Linked DNA regions of Salvelinus alpinus: region 1 is linked to region 2. The links are chromatin contacts, called in public Hi-C maps. All regions are on one chromosome and are shown on one strand. Each heading gives the region's core, a stretch centred on a gene start, on an enhancer-like site or on the middle of the called end of the contact. The rest is flanking DNA. Distances are from core to core; before and after follow the strand shown.

The links. Hi-C and Micro-C count contacts between places; a contact is called where the count stands out from the background.
Region 1: a contact with region 2 is called in a Hi-C map of muscle, with 6 times the contacts expected there. The contact joins the promoter of LOC139537834 here to the promoter of fam53c in region 2. A contact is called at or near these places in 2 of 3 Hi-C or Micro-C datasets (muscle and red muscle).

What each region holds. Positions count from the first base shown.
Region 1 is chr13:48,418,874-48,424,450 of SLU_Salpinus.1, forward strand. It overlaps LOC139537834 (T-cell immunoglobulin and mucin domain-containing protein 4-like), which reads right to left and starts at 3,324. Exons shown (of 7, transcript XM_071339659.1): 1 at 3,186-3,324; 2 at 2,745-3,083; 3 at 2,529-2,603; 4 at 2,344-2,405; 5 at 2,164-2,251; 6 at 2,047-2,083. The coding sequence starts at 3,234.
Region 2 is chr13:48,260,681-48,266,017 of SLU_Salpinus.1, forward strand. It overlaps fam53c (family with sequence similarity 53 member C), which reads left to right and starts at 3,497. Exons shown (of 6, transcript XM_071339646.1): 1 at 3,497-3,865. It overlaps slbp2 (stem-loop binding protein 2), which reads left to right. Exons shown (of 8, transcript XM_071339649.1): 2 at 145-279; 3 at 830-907; 4 at 1,089-1,172; 5 at 1,377-1,523; 6 at 1,744-1,911; 7 at 1,991-2,147; 8 at 2,265-3,059. The coding sequence ends at 2,444.

The DNA of each region.
Region 1 (5,577 bases), core at 2,074-4,573, 160 kb after region 2:
CACGGCGGTTGGAAACCAAAATCTCAAATTTGGACTCATCAGACCAAAGGTCAGATTTCCACTGGTCTAATGTCCATTGCTCGTGTTTCTTGGCCAAAGCAAGTCTCTTCTTATTATTGGTGTTCTTTGGTAGTGGTTTCTGTGCAGCAATTTGACCATGAAGGCCTGATTCACGCAATCTCCTCTGAACAGTTGATGTTGAGATGTGTCTGTTACTTGAACTCTGTGAGGTGCAATCTGAGGTGCAGTTAATTGCCGATTTCTGAGGCTGGTAACTCTAATGAACTTATCCTCTGCAGCAAAGGTAACTCTGGATCTTCCTTTCATGTGGCGGTCCTCATGAGAGCCAGTTTCATCATAGCGCTTGATGGTTTTTGCGACGGCACATGAAGAAACTTTCAAAGTGTTTAATTTTCCGCATTGACTGACCTTCATGTCTTAAAATAATGATTGCCTGTTGTTTCTCTTTGCTTATTTGAGCGGTTCTTGACATAATATTTGGTCTTTTATCTAATAGGGCTATCTTCTGTATACCACCCCAACCTTGTCACAACACAATTGATTGACTCAAACGCATTAAGAAAAGAAATTCCACAAATTAACACACCTGTTAATTGGCAGGTAGCCTAGTGGTTAGAACATTGGACTAGTAACCGAAAGGTTGCAAGATCGAGTCCCTGAGCTGACAAGGTAAAAATCTGTCATTCTGCCCCTGAACAAGGCAGTTAACCCACTGTTCCTAAGCCATAATTGAAAATAATAATTTGTTCTTAACTGACGTGCCTAGTTAAATAAAGGAAAAATAAATAATATTGAAATGCATTCCAGGTGACTACCCCATGAAGCTGGTTGAGAGAATGCCAAGAGTGTGCAAAGCTGTCATCAAGGCAAAGGGTGGCTACTTTGTAGAATCTCAAATATAAAATATGTAACACTTTTTTGGTTACTACGTGATTCCATATGTGTTATTTCATAGTTTTGATGTCTTCACTATTATTATACAATGTAGAAAATAGTAGAAATAAAGAAAAACTCTGGAATGAGTAGGTGTGTCCAAACTTTTGACTGGTACTGTATATCTCACTAGATCAGGATATTTAAGCCTCCATTTATCCGCTAGTTCCAATATATCTATGATATTTGTGATTTCCTTAAGTGCATGAGGGTGTTTGTAGTGTGATTTTTCTTTACGGTCCATTGAGGTATTTAAAACCGTATTATAATCTCCCACCATAATAATAGAGTCTTGTATTGCTTTTAGGCTAGATTAATTATTATATATATTTTAACAGAAGCATGGATCATCATTATTTAGACCGTACAGATTAATGAGCCAAATCTGTTTATGGTCCAATAACATATTTCAAAAAATCTACTTTACGGGATCTGATTGGACAATTAGCTTATTCAGATAAAAAAATATTGTTAATTAATAACATCACCCCTTTTAAGTCTTTGCCCACGGGAGAAGTATATCCCCCCCAGTCCCTTTCCCCCCAAAAATCCAAAATAGTTGAATGATTTTCCTGTAAACCATAGATTATTAGATTATATTCCTTCTCTTTTACCGTAAACACTGATCTTCTTGTCTTATTAACTGCTAAGTTACAATTATAACTGGCTATACTTATTTCACCATAATGAGATACACATTTCAATTCTATTTATCATTATATATGTTGGTAAACTTACCATTAAAAAGTACCATAATGATTGACTGTCCATATAACTGTACCATGTTATTTGCATTGCTATTGAGTAAACCTCCAATTGTTCTCCACTATTCCAGCCACTAAAGCCTCCTTATTGGGTCACTTCCTCAATCTGGTGTGGTCTTGGGTCACTTCCTCAATCTGTTGTGGTCTTGGGTCTCATTAGTCATAATTACAGTATTACCTCACAGACATTTACCATAGACCTAATGGTTTTGCTAATTAGGCCTACATGTCCCATCGATAGATATTGCACAGTGATTCAGTCATTCTCTTGGCATATTGTGGTGATTCAACTACTGTGTCAGTTGGAAGATGATAATAGTCTACTTACATTTGGAGTACCGTAGCAAATCTTTCCCATCGCTTTCCTGCAATTACATCAGTAAGATGTTCATCGAGAGAATTAGTTCTTATTATACAGGCAAAGGTATAGATGGTGTGTACTTACTCATGACGAGTACAGACACAATCCCCACGCCTGTCAGAACAAGTAGAATGGACACCAGTATCACAGCCAGGTCGTTGCCTCTCGTCTCCTGTAGACATCACAGATTCATATCAGTTAAAACGGCATCTCACAGCAGTGTTTCGTATTTTTGCAGGAATTGCAGTATGTTGTCAAGCTTACTGGTTTTGATTCGCTGTAATATACCGTGGATGAATACTCAGTAGATATTGAGGTCACAGGACCTACACAATCAGGAAGTAAAAGTATGTTTTCACGTGTAAGAATAATACTGCAATAAAAAAAACGATGTAAAATAAGACTTCTATGGACTGACATCATGTTATTCTGTAGGCTGTGTTCCGTACCGTGGTTGTGGTTGTCCGTGGTCTGTGGGGTTATGGTCACATTGGCAGATGTCTGCGATGTTGTCGGGAAAGGTGCTGAAATCAGACAGTAAAAAAATACTAACTGCTCAGCTTGAACAAGTATACATGCTGTGAAATCATAATATTCCTTAGTAGGCTCACAATTCTCATCTGATAAGCATCAAGTTATATCCTGGCATGTTGTGCATTCTTTACCTTTCTCAATGGTCAAGGTGACGTGATATTTCTCATCATTGAACAATCCAACGTACTGCACTCGACATCCATATGTTCCAGAGTCTATCTCTGTAGTATTGGAGATGGTTAGAGTGACATCCCCCGTCTTCAAATCACCCAATAACTGATACTTAACTGACGATCTACGTGTCACTTCAGATCCATCAGTTGAGATTATTTCATTGTCACAACCACCAGAGATCGGTATGGTTCCTTTCCCCCAGCAAATGTGTTGGAGACCATGAGATTTGGCATCATATTTAAATGGCAGAGTGATATTCTGACCCTCAATACCAATGACTTGACTGCATTCACTGACTGAAAATGAGAGAGAAGAAGTAGTGAGAACTGAATTTTATTTTAAATCCTATTCATTTACTTATTAACCAGGCTAAAAGAGATATATCGAGCATCACTAACCTGAAAGTAGACAGAGGAGAAACCAGCCTGAAATGCAGCGAGTCTCCATGATCGGGTTGTCACTTTCTCACTCTCATGTGTCAGGTCTTTAATAAAGACAAATCAAATCGCCTGATCACATGACTTCCTCTCATTCTCAACTACTGACAGCTGTTTCCTTTGCGCTCAGAAAAGCAGAGGTTCTTCTGTTTTACCCTTCCAAATAATGCACACAGACTTGCACACGTTTTAGGCAAGTTCACATAATTCATCATTAATTGAAAATAAATTAAATCCAGTGCATGATTTTTTTTAACCTTTATTTAACTAGGCAAGAAGAAGGTTAAGAACAAATTCTTATTCAGTTAACAGTGGGTTAATTGCCTTGTTCAAGGGCAGAACAACAGATTTTTACCTTGTCAACTCACAGATTTGAACTTGCAACCTTTCGGTTACTATTCCAACGCTCTAACCACTAGGCTACGCTGCCATATGAAATAGAGCCACAGGTACACCTCCAATTGACTCAAATTATGTCAATTAGGCTACCAGAAGCTTCTAAAGCCATGACATCATTTTATGGAATTTTCCAAGCTGTTTAAAGGCACAGTCAACTTAGTGTATGTAAACTTCTGACCCACTGGAATTGTGTTACAGTGAATTATAAGTGAAATAATCTCTCTGTAAACAATTGTTGGAAAAATTACTTCTGTCATGCACAAAGTAGATGTCCTAACCGACTTGCCAAAACTATAGTTTGTTAACAAGAAATGTGTGGATTGGTTGAAAAACTAGTTTTAATGACTCCAACCTAAGTGTACGTAAACTTCCGACTTCAACTGTATGTTTGGATCACCCAATATGTCTGTAAGAGCTTCATAGTTCTGTGGATCTGCTTGGTGTCTTAAGTCCTCTCACATGGGTTCTTTCACTGGGGTGTTCCTGCTGCAGACGCTGGGGGAACTGGCAGATTCTCCTCTGGTGCGGCTATTCCTTGACAGTCTCCGACCTATAGATGCACAGTGGCAGTGCATAGAAAGAGTGAGGTGGGGGCAGACAATGTTTCAACAGTCATTATTAGTAATGGCCCAAGATAGCAGACCTGGGTTCAAATACTATTAGAAATCGTTCAAATATTTTACTTTAACCTTCCTGGAGTTTCAGGTGAGAAGGATGTTTCTATTGGTTTCATTGCAACAGGCAAGCTCAATCAAGCACAGACATTATTGGTATGAGAATGGCGCAGCCGTTTTACGGGCTCCTGACTAATTCTGCAATTTTTTAATTTTTTTTGCACTGCTCGTCACTCTTTTTGTACATAATGTTTTCGCCATGGTTTCTTATTACCAAAAATATCTTCTGGACATCAGAACAGCAATCACTAACGTTGGCCCTAATCCCTGAGACGCAGGACATACTGGTCCCCCCGGACCAGGCCTTAATCCCTGAGACGCAGGACATACTGCTCCACCGGGACCAGGCCCTAATCCCTGAGACGCAGGACATACTGCTCCACCGGGACCAGGCCCTAATCCCTGAGACGCAGGACATACTGCTCCACCGGGACCAGGCCCTAATCCCTGAGACGCAGGACATACTGCTCCCCCTGAACCAGGCCCTAATCCCTGAGACTCAGGACATACTGCTCCCCCGGACCAGGCCCTAATCCCTGAGACGCAGGACATACTGCTCCCCCTGAACCAGGCCCCTAATCCCTGAGACTCAGAAAATAAAAAGGCGGCGTAAGAGAGGCCGATGTGCGGGCACCCTGACAAAACTAAATCGGCGAGTAGATAAACCGCCTCGACTCTCCAATCTATTGGCGAACGTACAACCACTGGAGAACAAACAGGACGAGCTCCATTCGAGACTATCCTATCGACGGGACCTGAAAAACTGTTATATCCTATGTTTCTCAGAGTCGTGGCTGGGACATGGATAATATACATCTAGCTGTCTTTTCTATGCATCAGCAGGACAGAACGGCAGAGTCGGAAAAGCTCAATGGGGGAGGTGTATGTCTCTTTGTTAACATTATACAATTTTAAGGAAGTCTTAAGGTTCTGCTCGCCTGAGTTAGAATACCTCATGATAAACTGGAGACCATATTTTTTACCAAGAGAGTTTATCCTCTAACGAGCCTCTACCCCGGGTCCGGGATCACCCCCCACCCCCCCACACACTGATTAGCATAGCTAGCATAGCTTCACAAGTAGATAGTAGCATCTAAATATCATTAAATCACAAGTCCAAGACACCAGATGAAAGATACAGATCTTGTGAATAAAGCCACCATTTCAGATTTTTAAAATGTTTTACAGGGAAGATAAAATATGTAAATCTATTAGCTAAACACGTTAGCAAAATACACCACTTTTCTAACTCCATCAGTTTCTTACTACTTCAGGTGCTA
Region 2 (5,337 bases), core at 2,247-4,746:
TGTCACAAATTACAACAAGGTCACGTAATTTATTCTGAAAAATTGTGTAGTCTACCCTCAAAGTTATGTTAAGTGGTATAATTGGAAAAAAAACGATTCACTTATATTGAATAACATTTTTCTCCCTGTGTACTGCTATTTTAGGGGTTGGTCAATGCCTCTTTTGTCTGGCGTTCCAGCGCTGCCCCCTGGCTTCAGGTCCAGACCACCTTCTTATCCAAGCAGCCCTGAACCTTGGCTTCTCCCAGGATGTAGCTCTGTGTATGACAGTCTGGTCAGGTACATTTCTTTTGTTGATTTGAGCACGACAACAGTCAAACTAAACTTACCCAGAGAAACTGGTTTGGGCCCAAATGTCTTCTGTACTTTTAGAGAATATTTGACCTGCAGAAAACGAAAGGCAGTGCACTAACCCCAACTAACTTCTGTGCCTTTCCCAAACATTTAACCCTTACCGGAACTCTTTAATCTAACCCTTGTTCCTAAACCTAACCATAATTTTGCCTTAAATTAAATGTTTGTTCAGCTGGGCAAAAGTCCACCTAATCACTGGTTACTTATGTGGGTAGCCTAAGGTTAGTGTTGGGCCAGTAACCAAAAGGTTGCTGAATCCCCGAGCTGACAAGGTAAAAAGGTTGTTCTGCCCCTGAGTAAGGCAATTAACCTACTGTTATCCTGGTACTGAAGACGTGGCTGTTGATTATGGCAGCCCCTGCACTTCTCTGTTTGAGGGGTTGGGTTAAAATCAGAAGACACATTTCAGTTGACTGCATTCAGTTGTACAACTGACTAGGTATCCCCCTTTCCTTTATTTTCCTGTCCCTTTCAGTAATACAGCCCCAGCCATGCCGCCCTCCCCCATTAATGGAGAAAGAGGACCTGCCCCTGCTATGCAAAAGCTGCGCAGGTATTTTTCATTACTCTGGTATTCCAGCACCTGCCTTGGACTTCTGCTCTAATAACGGTTCTATTTGTTAGTGCACACTAGAGTATTTTTTTTGCAAAGGAAAACATTTAGGTCCTTTCTTTCCTGATTTTTATCTTGATTACTCTAACCTGAACTTTTGTCTGATTGCTTTTCCTATCAGGGCCTCTATCCTTGAGCGATGTATCCTTAGGATGTCTACTGCAAGTGTTGCTGTTGGAACAGAAGACATGGATGGTATCAGGAGGTAGGAATCCACTCATTTATTTTTGTCAGCCTAAAGAGCATAGTTAAGGACTCCTATATGAAGGGCCTCAGTTCCTTAATCAGTTGAATTGAACCCTTTACCATTGCTCTTTTGAAATGTATAACATGTTCTCTATTTAGATGGTAAATTCCATGCACTATTTCAAGCAATCTTAGTAGAAATCCTGAAGGCTTGTTTCCCTAGGTCCCAGGCAGGGATGCGTTTGGCCCCACGAAACCTGGATCCAGCTCACATGGAAGGCAATGAATCTGTTCTGAAACGACGGCAGAAACAGGTTCAGTACGGCAAGAACACCTCTGGCTACCAGAATTACCTGGAGCAAGTTCCCAAGTATGACAACTGATTATTATCTGTTTATTTTTTTGCAATCAGAAAAGGGCACGGTAACTAGGTTCTAAAGGATAACTAATGGCCTGCGAAAAGCCCTAAACACATTTACTGAACTATTTATTGGATGAAACCTTGGAAACTTAAAAGTTGGCTATAAATGTAAGTCTCCATGAGTAGGTGGAATATTTATTCATTCTTTTCTCCCCTATCTGATTACAAGGCGTCTGAGAATCTCTGGGCTGCACCCATCCACTCCAAACAAATATAGAAAATACAGCCGCCGTTCCTGGGACATGCAGGTTCGCCTTTGGCGGAGAGCTCTGCATGCGTGGGACCCTCTGTCTGAACCGCATGGAGAAGCTGAGGAACAAGACCCTCTTGACCAACTGTAGGTATTGGGTGTCTTTACATTTGTAATAGTATTTGCTTGTCTTAAGTTGACCCGATCAATTCTTGACTATATGCAGGCAGGGGTTGCTTGAGCAGATGAATTGCGAGCTATATGAAGACTGTAGTGGTAAAGAGAGGACCAGAGGGATGCTGTCAAACTCCAAAGCCCCCTTCTCCTCTAAACCTGCAGTAATGTCATTCAACAGTCCCTGGATGTTTCCCCATGGATCTCAGGTGTGTCAGTTTTACTCTTTTTAACTGTCGTGGGATTTAACTTCTTTTTTTTTTCATCCCCCCCGATTTTGTCTTGTATTTGGAGAACTGTACAGACTGTGACTTGCCTCTCTTTAGGTGGATGTGTCGGGTCCTCAGGTGCCATCCTCCCAGCCAGGCTTGGGGTACGCCTTTAGCAGTCATCTAACAGCTGATGAGAATGTGGTGGGATGGCTGAGATTTCTCCTGGAAACTGACCACTCCCGCGATCAACAGGCGCACCTGCAGGGCGACCGGCTACTGTGGAAGCCATACTGATCATTGCTGTCAGTCACAGCGGTAGATCTTTTGGGTATATCCTAATAGACTTGCAGGGTTGCACTGGGTGTTGTGCTGACTATGAAAGGGATGATTGCTGTAAAATATTTACAACTTTTGGGTTCACTTTTTACACTTTGGTTATGGTTTTGTATCGCACATTTTCAAACTGCTTCACTAATCATGTACCTACATTAATGTCTATTTGGACCCACTGTAATTCACTTTTTTTGCACCGTTTACCTTTGTCACAATTACATTTAGTTAAGTTTTCACTGCCCCATCCTCTCTAAAACAGGATTCTATCCTGACCTGCCTGAATTCTGTTTTCTCTCTAAAGAGTAAAGATGTATTAGCTTTGTTGCGTTTGGCTCACCAGCCACATCACCATGTTCACCAGTCTGTGACCCAACTGACTGTCAGGCTCTATACGGTCTCATGCACCATCCTCTCCTGCCTACCTAGCTGTTTTTCTAAAAACAATGTCGATGGGGAAAATGCTATCACTTTGTTTAGTAGTTTTTTTATTCTTTTTTTTTTTTTTCTTAATTGTATTTTTGTACAACCTGAGTACTGATGCAGAACGAAATTAATAAAGATATGTTCCAAATTGAATATGTGGAAAATTGACTCTGGGGAAATGGCACTAGGCTCCAACATACTAACTGTATTACGCCAATCAGCCACAAGATGACACTATACGCTTAGGGTGTTTTTTGTTTTGTTTTTACTTGCCACACCAATACCCGCCAATTTGACGCAAATGTATTGTGGGATGATCAATGCGTCTTAGAGCCTAATATAAAAAGTTATCGATTCCAATGTTGGGCCCTGACACTATTTGTCAGGTCTTATCAATTTGTCACGTAAACAACTGATCCTGATATAGCGAACTACAAGTCCCACAACAGTTTTGTCGGTTCAGTCCAATTTTTGCATATTCCAAACATGAATGACATTTTGAGCTAACTTTTTATTTCCAGCATAAATTCCGAGCTATTTTAAATTTGTCGACTTATATTTTGTTTGAACTATTGAATACTCACTGCTTGCCCCCCCTCCCCCCTTCTCACGGTAAATGTTATTTATGAATTCCAATCGCTTACGGGCGTGTGAATGTTTTTTTTAAATGGACGACTGGATGAATTGATTGTAGGCGATGTATTTTTCAAAGGGCGATAGTATCTTTAGATATTTGACACGCTGATCATATTAGATTTTATGTTCCAGATATTGGAATCGACGAATGGTCTGGTACATGTTATGCTTTTTAATAGGTCAATACATCGGAGACCCATAGCCGAACACTAGCGCGGCTGACTAGTCGGGAGCTGCACAGGCTACAAATTGGGTTTATCCTTCATGAGCAGTATTTAACCCGTGTGTGCAAGGCCTAAGGTCCGGTGGGGTTCTTGGTCAAGGTAAGAACGACATTAAATCAAGTAGCCGTTACAAAAAGTTATTGATACCAGCCTCATTAATCAGAAAAATAGCTCACTGCATTATATTCTGCATGGCCGTGTTTTGCTAGCACGCGTCCTAGACACAGCGCAGAGGTCCTAGGGTGTAGCAATAAATGCATGCAATAGCTCGCGAGCCTCGATAGCTAGGGATTGAATCAGATGGTGGGGAGGGAGTCATTGTAATTGACTAATTTAAGGCCAACAACCTATGTTGATTTTAATGTGTATGTGTTTGTCTGCAAATCGGCATAATCAGTTAAATTGACGTAGGCTGAGCTAACGTTAGCTTGCTAGCCATAGACATTACGATTTGCGCTTGCGTTAACTGACCGGCTAGTTAGCTACCATAGCATCAGATTGTCACAGTGCGGCTAGTTGTGGATCTAACGTTACATCCACAACTAGCTACCAATGTTAGCGGAATACCTAACGTTAGTTTTATTTGATATAGCGATGAGAATGCTTAATATCATGTGAACGGGTTTAGACCGACCTTCAAAACTACGATATAATAATTGTGAATGAATAGCTACTATTGCACACTGGATATGTTTGTAATGGACTACAGGGTTGCCAGTTTGTGTTATCTACTAGCTAGCCCTATGTAGCCGTCATTCTGGCTTTCCAAATGCCCCCCCCCCCCTCAAAATGGTAGCTACCGAACAAACTAGCTATTTCTCAATCTGTTCCATTGGCAATTTTATCATGCAGAAGAGCCAATTGATAGATATGGCAAGCTTGATAACATACGCACCATACACACACGTACATATAGATTTTGTGTTGTAAATCAGTGGCCTGAGGGTACACACTTAATGTGTTTTGAAATGTAATGTTTTTCATTGTATATAAGTTAACTGCCTTCATTTTGCTGGACCGCAGGAAGAGTAGCTACTGCATTGGTAGCAGCTAATGGGGATCCATAATAAATACAAAAATAATTTGCAAGATTGGACCTCAGTATGACCCCCTTTCAAATGTACATATCCATCATTAAAGGGATACTTACGGACTTTGGCAATGAGGCTCTTTGTTTATCTTCTCCAGAGTCAGGTGGATACCATTTTTATGTTGGTGTCCAGTATGAAGTAAGAGTAAGTTTTGCGAGCCAATGATAACTAGCGTTAGCGCAATGACTGGAAGTCTATGAGTATCTGCTAGTGCAATGACTGGACGTCTATGGGTATCTACTAGCATGCTAGCAGATACCATAGGCTTCCAGTTCATTGAGCTCGCCAGCTTGTAGTCCTAAAAAACGGAATGATTTATCTCTGGTTTGTTCAGACATTCCTATGGGGAAAGAATAGGGTTTTGTAATAACCTCAGACATTATTGTTGCCGTTTAACACCGGTTTATGAGATCTTATACGATTTGTTCTATGAGATATCAGTCAGTTAACATGACCTTCGTGAATTATGAAGCCTTTATG